2 separate regions of the Sus scrofa genome follow, and region 1 is linked to region 2. A link is a contact called in public HiChIP or PLAC-seq data. All regions are on one chromosome and are shown on one strand. The core of a region is the stretch at or near the end of the contact, and the rest is flanking DNA. Distances in the headings are between cores, read along the strand shown.

Region 1 (5,310 bases), core at 1,214-3,713, 130 kb before region 2:
TACCAATATTATTACTTCTAATTAACACTACCAATATTATGCAGTTCAAGGCTTCTTTGAGGTGCTTTTTGTGTTTAGGTTATATGTTAATGTTATAAATTCTCTTGGAATAATAATAATAATAATTCTTACCTAAGTAGTTGTGCCATAAAGTGGGTATAAATAAGATACATGTCTTTTTTAGATTTATGACTGCTTTTTTTTTTTTGCTTTAGCTTTTAAAACACTATGTAAAATATATATGATTCTAAAGTCAAAACGGTAAAACACAGTAATCCACATAATTCAGGACTCCATTCCTATTTGCTGTCTTCCATTTTCTTCCTTATTTTTAGTTTTTATTTTCGTTCATATTTGGAAATGTTAATAAGTATATACTTATACGTATAACCGTATCTTTCCTTGTTTTATGAAAAAGGTAATGTACTATTACACATTTCACACCTTTTTCTTTTTTTCTTTTTATTTTTTTTAGGGCTGCATCACAGCATATGGAGGCTCCCAGGCAAGGGGTCAAATCGGAGCTGTAGCTGCTGGCCTACCCCACAGCCACAGCAACTGGTGATCTGAGCTGTGTCTGCAACCTACACCACAGCTCATGCAACACCCTATCCTTAACTCATTGATCAGTGATCGAGGCCAGGAATTGAACCTGCATCCTCATGGATGCTAGTCATATTCGTTTCCACCGAGCCACAGCGGGAACTCCTCACACCTTTTTCTTTTACTGTATTATGGAGATAACATTATATTGGTATTATAGATATCTTCTTCATTCTTTTTAACAGCCGCAAAGTAATCTATTCTTGGGTATAACATTATTTACCCAGTCTCCTACTTATGACTGGCTTGTTTCCCATCCTTAACTGTTACAAGTAATACTGCAGTAACTGATCATTCACTGTTTTTCCCTCCTAAATATTTCTCCACTATTTTACACATAATTTAATGGTACTTTATGGTAGCAGTGTATACCTTTTGATAATTTATAGAATTATACTTGGTCTTTACTGTGCATTTACTTTATGACACTTAAGCTAACATAATGTAATCTGCACAACATCATAAAAAGTATTAGAAGTGCTTTGCTTTGATGTGCAGCTACAGGGTCTTTTAGGCATAGGAAGAATTCAGATGGGATATGATTAGTTGGATTCAGCTGACACTTAAGAGAAACATCAGGAGATGCTAAACATTAACATTTGAGTTTTTCTTTATTTTATCCCAATACTCTGTCATCTCATTCCTCCAATGTATTTATTTTTTTCCTTTTTTGGCTGCACCTGTGGCATGTGGAAGTTCCCAGCCCAGGGACTGAATCCCAGCCAGAGCTGTGACCTACACCACAGCTGCAGCAATGCTTGATCCTTAACTCACCATGCAGGGCCGGAATTCAGCTGGTACTTCCACACAAACTTCATTCCTCCACTTTTAAAAGTACAAATTATTGAAGTATAACTTGTATATAGAAAAGTTTTCAGATTATAAAATGTAAAATTCAGCAGTTTTGTCAAAGTGAAATCACTTATATAACTAGCACCCAGATGTAGAAACAGAGTGTTGCCAGTATCCTAGAAGCCTATCTCATTCCCTCGTCTCACCTCCTCTCTCTTCCTTCCAGGGTAATTGCTTTCCTGACTTCCAATACCATAGATTAGTCTGTTTAACTTTGTGTAAATACGGTCATACTGTAATCACATACTTTTGTGTCTGACTTGTTTTGTTCAATATATTTCAGATTTATTTATCCCTTTTGTTGCATGTAGCTGTAGTCAGTGTTAAGTAGTATTTAAGTGTGTGAATATGCACACTTATTTGTCCAATCTCATTAATGGAGAATTATTTCCAACCAAAGTGTCATTTATAATTTTTGACTATTAGGGATCATAATTCTATGAATATATTTTTTTTAATTTTTATTTTTTGTCTTTTGTCTTTTTAGGACTGCACTCGTGACATATGGAGGTTCCCAGGCTAGGGCTCCAATTGGAGCTGTAGCCGTTGGCCTATGCCACAACCATAGCAACACGGGATCTGAGCTGTGTCTGCAACCTACACCACAGCTCACAGCCATGCCGGATCCTTGACCCACTGAGCGAGGCCAAGAACCAAACCTGCGTCCTCATGGATGCTAATCAGATTCATCTCTGCTGACCACGACAGGCACTCCCATGAATATTCTTATAGTTGTCTTTTGGTGGACTTCAAATGATAATTTCTCTTCAGCATTTCCATGTTTGCAGTATACTTACATGAAAGTTTCCAGGTTAAATAGATTATATTCTTTATTTATTTATTTTTTGATCCTGTGGCGTGTGGAAGTTTCTGGGCCAGGGATCAAACTTGTGTCACAACAGTGATCTGAGTCATTGCAGTAAAATGCCTGGTCCTTAACCTGATGCACTACCAGGAAACTCCCAGATTGAATTCTTGAATATGTTACATAACACTGGTTGCACATGTGTTAGCATTGCATATATAACCCCAATGTAATTATGCAATATATTTGTCCTCTTAACATGTAGAGATTGTACATGAAACCAGGCCTTTCCATGTAAAATATTCAAAAATACACTAGTTATGTCAGTTTTGCTGCATTTGCGCTAAATACTATTATACAGATGTACTATTTTGAGAGCATTTTGTCAAACCTTATGGATACAAAGATGAATAAGACAACTGCCAAGAAACTCACAGCCTAATGTGGGGTACACTGTGAACACAACTTACTTTACATTGTGCTGCTGTCATTAAGTGCCATAAAGAATGTATGAGGGGCGTTCCCATTGTTGCTCAGCAGAAGTGAACCCAACCAATATCCATGAGGATGCAGGTTCAATCCCTGGCCTCACTCAGTGGGTTAAGGATCCAGCGTTGCTGTATGCCATGGTGTAGGTCACAGCTATACAGCTGGAATCCTGAATTGCTGTGGCAGCGGCTGGCTGCTGCAGCTCCAATTTGACCCCTAGCCTGGGAACTTCCATGTGTCACAGGTATGGCCCTAAAAAGCAAAAAACAAACAAACAAAAACAAACTAGAAGCAGGATAGATTTTCTTTAGTTAAAGGGAGGATGGTTGGGATAGTTTAGACAGATACAGACAGGGAAGGAATTCCAGGTAGTGGGAACAACATGAGCAGAGTTTCAAAGGTGGAAGATCACAAGTCTATTCAAGGAACTTTGAGAAGTACAGGTTACTTGACTGTAGGTTTTTGAAAAGTAAGTTAGGTCCAGATAATAGAGACTTCAGTATCAAGAAATTTTTGTGGGGAGTTCTCTTTTTTTAATTAATTAATTTATTTATTTTATTTTTTTTTAATTTTCCCACCGTACAGCAAGGGGGTCAGGTTATCCTTACATGTATACATTACAATTACATTTTTTCCCCCATCCTTTCTTCTGTGCAACATGAGTATCTAGACAAAGTTCTCAATGCTATTCAGCAGGATCTCCTTGTAAATCTATTCTAAGTTGTGTCTGATAAGCCCCAGTTCCCGATCCCTCCCACTCCCTCCCCCTCCCATCAGGCAGCCACAAGTCTCTTCTCCAAGTCCATGATTTTCTTTTCTGTGGAAAGGTTCATTTGTGCTGGATATTAGATTCCAGTTATAAGTGATATCATATGGTATTTGTCTTTGTCTTTCTGGCTCATTTCACTCAGTATGAGATTCTCTAGTTCCATCCATGTTGCTGCAAATGGCATTATGTCATTCCTTTTTATGGCTGGGGAGTTCTCTTTTGCAGCAGGTTAAGGACTTGGATCATTGCTGTGGCGTGGGTTTTATCCTGGCCCAGGAACTTCCATATGTGGTGGGCACAGCTAAGGAAAAAAAATTTTTTTTTGTGAAGGGTAGATGGCCCCTGGAAATTTGAGGAGTCATAATGAGTGCTAGAAGGAATCTGTGTACCACAACTGTAGCTATGATCTTTAATTTTAGAAACTTTTAATAGAACTAGTGAATATAGGCTATATCACCCTTTTTATTATGCTTGCATTCAGTAATTGTGCCTCTTTTTAAAAAATATAATTTATGTATAATTCACCTGCTTAAAATGTGTAATTTAGGTTTTTTTGGTTTTTTTTTTTTTTTTTTTTTTTTAGTTTATTCACAAAGTTGTGCCATCATTACCATAGTCAGTATTAGAACTTTTTTTCTTTTTATGGCCGCACGTGTGGCATATGGCAGTTCCTTTGCTAGGGGTTAAATCGGAGCTGCAGCCACAGCCACACCAGATCCACTTACACAGCTTGTCGCAACACCTGATCCCAACCCACTGAGCAAGACCAGGGATCGAACCCGTGTCCTCATGGATACTGGTTGGGTTCGTTACCGCTGACCCATGTTGGGAACTCCTGTAGAACATTTTTGATCACCCGAAAAGAAACCTTATTCCCAATTGCAGTAATTCTCAGTTACTCTACCCATTATGACCCACCTTCCCTCAGCCTTAAACAGTCACTAATCTACTTTCTGTCTCTGTATATTTGCTTGTTCTGGACAATTCATATAAATGGAGTCTGGTCTTTTGTGAATGGCTTGTTTTACTTAACTTTTTTGGAGTCCTTTTAGGGTTGTATCCACAGCATACAGAATTCCCAGGCTAGGGGTCCAATCGGAGTCCACAGCCTGCAGCCACAGCCACAGCAACTAGGGATCCGAGCCGCATCTGCAACCTATACCACACACAGCTCAAAGGAACGCCAGATCCTTAACGCACTGAGGGAGGCCAGGGATCGAACCCATAACCTCATGGTTCCTAGTCTGATTTTTTTCTGCTGCTCTACGACAGGAACTCCCTTCATTCCTTTTTATTGATGAAGTTCTCATTGTGCTAATATATAACATTTTATTTATCCATTTATCAGTTAATAGATATTTAGGTTGTTTTTACATTTTGACTGGCTATTATGAATAATTCTGCTGTAAACTTCAGTGTACTTTTTCGTGAATGTGATTTCATTTCTCTTGAGCACATATTGGGGATGAAATTGTTGGGTTATATGGTAACTTCATGTGTAAACTTTGCAAGAACTGCCATACTTTTTTCCAAAGAATCCACTGACATAACTTTGTGATGCTGAAGTAAAATATCAACCTAGAATTGATATCTAGCGAAGCTTGTTTGAAAGTGGAGTGTATATATATATTTTATATGAATTAGACAAAAGATGAAGGAATATCACTAAAAGAAAAATGTTTGCCATGCAAGTAAATGCTAAGGAAAAAGAAATGGACAGCAACATAAAATGTGCATAAATCTACACAGATATTGGTGTTATGAAAACAACATATATGTCAACCAGAAACTA
Region 2 (5,709 bases), core at 1,045-3,544:
AAAACTGCCAAAGAGAATGAAAAGAAGTTGTAGAGGTGGGAGAACAGAAGAAGGCTGTTACAGGAAGATATTTCAGGAAGAAATCCCTAATCATTAATGTCAAATACTGTAGAGAGTTCACAAAGGTAAGGACTGATAAATTCTTTGGGCTGCTTCCATCAGAGTGATTTCACTGGACTGAATATAAGAGCCTGATTGCAGTGGATTAAAGAGAGAATAAAACCCAAGAAAGTGAAGCAGCAAGTTTGTGAGTTTGACTCTGATGGAAAGGGGATAAGTCCTCCATGATCTTCTGCCTAGTAGTCTAGCCTTATCATCCCCTACCCCTAAGCACGTGCATTTTTAACTACTTATCAATATTCTAACACAGTACTTTTCAACTTGGGCTGTATATGTTTCTCAACCTAGAAAAAAAAAATTTTTTTTTTAATGCCGAGGCCCACCCTCCATTTCTTTAATTAGAACCTTCTGGAATGAAGTGTCAAGCATAGAAAGCTCCTTAAGTAATTCTGATGTATATACAAAGATTAGCAGCATTGGCCATTGTCCCATATTCTCCTATCTCTATGCTTTATATAGAATGGAAAAATGTTTACAGCCCTGGAATTCTGTATTTGGTTAAGCCTACTTCAAATCTGAGCTCTAGGACTGAGAATTTGAGTGACCCTAAGAAAGTTAGCTAATTTCTGTAAGATTGACTGTCTTCAGGGGATTGTCATGTGGGCTAAATGAGATAATATATTAAAGTATTTAGCAAAGTGCCAATCATAATGAACACTCAATAAATGGTAACCATACATATTAGCTTGTTGTTTCCTTTAACTGAAGGCCATCCTCTCACTTGACAAATGCAGACTCCTCACTGAAATTGCCTCTCCCATTCCTTTTTTGTGATCCCAGATTACTTTGCACCTTCCTCCACCATAGCAATTATTGTACTGCGTTATGATTCTAACATGTTTGTCTCCCTGCCTGGACTGTAAGTTCCTCGAGGACAGTGACTTTATTCTTATCTCCTCATTCACATCATGCAATACTTATTATATAAGAGGTAGCTAAATACTTGTAAATGACTTTAGAAAGGAATGTGACAAATACTGTTTTTCTCTTTTCTAGTGTGATTTCTATTAGTCTAATATATGAAGTGCTGGGGTAAAAAGATTGATGAAGTTTGGCACAATGACAAAATTTGCTATTCATATTCTCTTATTAAATATTAATAATGTACAATTACTAGAAAGAAACTATGTGTTTTATCTGGCAGTTCCTCAGAGACAATTTGGAGAGAGGAACTTTAGTCATACTTTGAAATAGGAACTCCTTTTTTTATGGCTTTGAAACACGTTTGCAGTTTTAACTGCAGTGCCAGTTTTACTTTTCATATGTTTTTAACCAGGTTTAAAACTTTGGCTGGACAAATATTTCATGCTGAGCTAGGTGTTACTGTAATTGCCTATTTACAATCTAAAAAGTTTTTTTTTTTTTTAAAGCTTATTTTTTTAAACCCAAAGTTAAAGAGGACTGAAAGAATGTAAAATTTAATATTCTTATAATTATCTATTAACCTCTTTCAGAATTTAGAATAACGATGTTTAAATGTACCACTTGTAGAAGTTCTTTCTGAATTGGCAAAAGAGCACCATTGTACTTGGAGTCATTTTTAAGTGAGTCACTGTGCATCTCTGAGGGTGGCAGAACAAAGATTCTGTTGTGCTCATCTACAGCAGATGCACATTCAGAGGGTTCCTTGGAAAGTAGAAGAACTTATTTTTGCTTCTGGGGCCCTCTGACCTTCATTTGTAAACTCAGCTGTAGAGAGGGAATACTAGATCTGGCTGGGGCCTTTATTAGGTAATTTCTCTTCCAAGACACCTCATTTTAAATGTATTGGATATTTATTGAGGAAAAACCTGCGGCCATTCAGGAGTTTCAACACCATAAGATTTTGTTTTTGAGAGATGAGGAGCTTTCCTTAGAATTCTGCAAAGAGGAAGAGCAGCCAGCAGTGGACAACGGCTTGACTGTATGAGTCTTGTTCTTTGACAGGGATGTACACTTGTGAGCTGTATAACCTTGTAGTTGCCATTTGGCTTTACTTTGAACTAGCCTGTGTAAACTTAGGTCTGGCTGTAGGTAAAAACTGTATGAGCCACTTTATTAAGAACTTGAGGTTATAGAAGCATAAGCAGCCCCTGTTTGATGTTCTCCACTACTAGACTTTCTCCAGTACTTTGCTATTCATGAAGCTGTGGGAGCTGTAGGGCTTCAAGCTTTGACACGTAGCAGAGACTGTGGGACTCATGGCCTAGGACACTTAGTACACAGCGGAAATAGCACCACCACATAGCATGTAATTGTGAGCATATATAGCTTCCCCAAAAATACTTTAGCTAATGGGGTCAAGAGCTAGTCAAATAGGCTGCATACAGATAAAGAAGTAAAATGTCTTGGTTAAGGTCACATGATTCATCAGTCAGTTCCTTAGACCACTGCTTTCTCTTTATCCCTGAACTTTAGGTTACATTGTAAGCTTTGAGCTTTTATTTCTTTACTGACATCTATATAGAGGTCTAATGTTTTCCTAAATAAATGCTTCTTGTTTAATCTTGCCTGTACTGCACGAAGTTCTTTAAAGTGACTGTGTTGATTTAATGGAAGTTTATAATTATCAAGTTTCATGTGGAATGAAAACAGGTTTGCTTGATAATGTGATTTTTTTATACCATTCTGTTTTATAACTTGTTTTCAGAGGATGTTAGCCTATTCTAGTTTGATTTCTTAAAAACATTTGACTAATATGAGATAGCTTCATCATAGTAGATTTTTTAGAAAAGAGTTTAGTGTCACAAGTGCCTCATAAGTGTCTCAAGTGCCCCCTGAAGTTTGAATTGTTCATGAATTCCTTAAATGACTTTCTAAGGCAGAGTTGAAGTTTTGTGTATGTGTGTGTCTGTGGAAGATTGCCTGATGGATATTTATGTGGTAAATATTTTTAAAACCCTATTTTTAAGTGCCAGGGACAAAAGGTTCAAGTTCTGCTGGGAGGAGATAGACAGGTACACAGACAATTAAAACACAGTCAGGTTAAGTACTGCGATAATTGCAAATACCAAGTGCTCAGGAGTTTGTGGGAAGGCTGTTGGGAGAGAGGAGTAAGGGGGTAGGCAGGTGTCATTCACGTTTTAGAAGAGGGAACTCTGATTTGAGTGTGGACTAGAATATATAAAAGTTATGTGAAGAAGGAGCAATATGTGTTTTCTGAAAAGGAAACAGTATTTGCCAAGACCACAAGGTGAGCTTGGCACAAACATGCAATTCACCTGGGTAGCTGGAACTTTGGGACAAAAATGAGTAGGAAAATAGATGAGGCTGGAGGTATGGTCAGGATCCAGACATCAAGGACTGTGTTCTCCTTGTTAAGGAGTCTGTATTTTCTTTTTACAAAGATCACTCTGGCAGCACTCTGAAGAATGGATTACAGGGGGGGCAGACTACAGGCAAGAAGGCTGTTTTCTGTTATCCAGTAAGAAATACTAAATCCCTGAATTGCTTCATTTGAAATGGGGAACAAAGATGTTTAGAAAGTAGAATTGAGAGATTCTCACCAGAACTGTCAAAGGTGAGTACTGTCACCTAAATGAAGGAACCTAGGAGCAAGACACAGCTAGGGGTATAGATGATCACTTTGTTTTTGGATTTGTTGCGCTTGAGAAGCTGATGGGTCACCCACCTGAAAGTGTGAAGTAGAAAGTGTAGTTATTTATTCCTTCTACATTTATTAGCTGGTATTCTGTACAGAACTTTCCGCACTTTCCCCTCTCCTCCTCCTTAAAAAGAACAACAACAAAAAACTGAATTCAGGGATTATTTTTGTATTTTTATTATTGTCATTATTCTTTCTCACTATTAGGTTGCCCCAAATTTAGCCAGCGGGAATCCTTTCTAAGTTCTTATGTCCTTTTGGCATGACCCCATTAGTCTTTAAGTAATACCGTTCTTTCTGGCCCAAAAAAATGTTCCAGGCTTGGGGGTTTCCATGTGACACAATGGTTTAAGGATCAGATGTTGTCACTGCACCTGCTCCAATGGCTGCTGTGGTGTGGGTTTGATCTCCCCCTCCCCACAACCTGGGGGTATAGGTACAGCCAAAAAAAAAGTTCCAGGCTTGTACTTGCTTTGCCCTTCTGCTAAAATCAGCCTTTTATCTAGGGAACCTTGGTTCCTTTTAGTAGGAAATGGTATTTAGAATCCATCGTCCCTGGCACCCGCTGTAATAATTGTTACATATAGATCTTTCTTGGCATTTTGCTGAATAAATTTATACCTTCATGAATGAGAAAACGAGTGGAATGGAATTTTGTGTTTAATATATGGGCTTAACTTGGAGTAGTTGTTGAAAATCATCTTCAAAATAGTTTTAATAGTCTGTTGATAATTAAACTTTGTTTTGTAACTTTATAATGCAAACATATAAAACATATACCAAGATTTATTAACTTTTACTGTGTGTTAGTATCTGTACCGCATATTTAATAGGCATTATTTTATGTTCAAAAGGAAGTAGTTTATCATTCCTGTGGTGCAAAAAATAAATGTTAATCACATTATCCAAGTTTACATGGATAACTGATAGAGGCAGAGTTGGAACCTACAACTGTCTCCAGTGTCGAAGATTTTATTATTTTTATTTTTAAAAATTTTTTAAAAATGATTTTTATTTTTTTCCATTGTAGCTGGTTTAGTGGTTCTGTCAATTTTATACTGTACAGCAAGGTCACCCAGTCACATATACACTTCTTTTTTCTCATGTTATCATGCTCCATCATAAGTGACTAGATATATAGTTCCCAGTGGTGTACAGCAGGGTCTCATTACTTATCCATTCCAAAGGCAGTAGTTTACCAAGATTTTAACCACATTGTTAGGCTGAAGGCAGCCTACTGATGATTTGGTGAAGTTTTTTTTTTTAAGTTTTATTGAAGTAGAGTTGATTTACAGGGTTGTGATAATTTCTGCCTACAACAAATTGATTCAATCATACATACACACATATCCATTCTCTTTCGTATTCTTTCCCCACATAGATTATCACAGAACATTGGGTAGAGTTCTCTGTATTATACAGCATGTCACCATTGGCCAATTTCCATATACCTCAGTGTGCACATGCCAATCCCAAACCCCCACATTTGGAGAAGGTTCTTCAGCATAAATTTTGATTATAGCTTCAGAATATGTATATCTTGGGACTGAATCTATACTGACTGTAGAGAGCCATCCTGAGAGATTTTTTTTATTGTTAAAATTCCCAGGATAATGAGTAAAATATCTTCGTTAATGAGTGTTTTAGATAATTGATGTACTGAAAGCTGTGTATGATGACTTAAGCATATCATGGATAAGAAATTCACCAATTTTAGACTTTGAGAAAAAGAAAAATTCAGAATTGCTCTAAGAATGCTAGTTTTGGTATTAGCGCCATGCTGCAGTGGGTTAAGAATCCAACTACAGTGGCTCTGGTTGCTGTGAAGGTGCAGGTTCTGTCCCCGGCTTGGCACAGTAGATTAAAGGATCTGATGTTAACTGCAGCAGCTCAGATTCAGTCCCTGACCTGGGAATTTCCATGTGTTGCACATGCACCCATAAAATATAAAAACAAAAAACCCAGTTTAAATTTTCCAAGTTTTAATTGGTTTTATAAGCCTGCTT

What was found. HiChIP or PLAC-seq counts read pairs in DNA pulled down with a chosen protein or histone mark.
Region 1: an H3K27ac HiChIP or PLAC-seq map of alveolar macrophages shows a contact between it and region 2. The contact joins two enhancer-like sites. A contact is called at or near these places in 1 of 47 Hi-C or Micro-C datasets (psoas muscle) and 1 of 2 datasets of contacts at active chromatin or transcription factors (alveolar macrophages).

Annotation. Positions count from the first base shown.
Region 1 is chr2:134,069,369-134,074,678 of Sscrofa11.1, reverse strand. The region is part of intron 1 of FNIP1 (folliculin-interacting protein 1); the gene reads left to right. Among named protein-coding and RNA genes, the nearest start is that of FNIP1, 21 kb to the left of the region's middle. Within about 2 kb of position 2,463, at least 1 of the 83 cell types and tissues checked has an H3K27ac peak or open chromatin away from gene starts, as enhancers often do. A contact at or near this core is called in alveolar macrophages, where this site is marked.
Region 2 is chr2:133,937,701-133,943,409 of Sscrofa11.1, reverse strand. All of the region lies in intron 1 of RAPGEF6 (rap guanine nucleotide exchange factor 6), which reads left to right. Among named protein-coding and RNA genes, the nearest start is that of RAPGEF6, 11 kb to the left of the region's middle. Within about 2 kb of position 2,294, at least 17 of the 83 cell types and tissues checked have an H3K27ac peak or open chromatin away from gene starts, as enhancers often do. A contact at or near this core is called in alveolar macrophages, where this site is marked.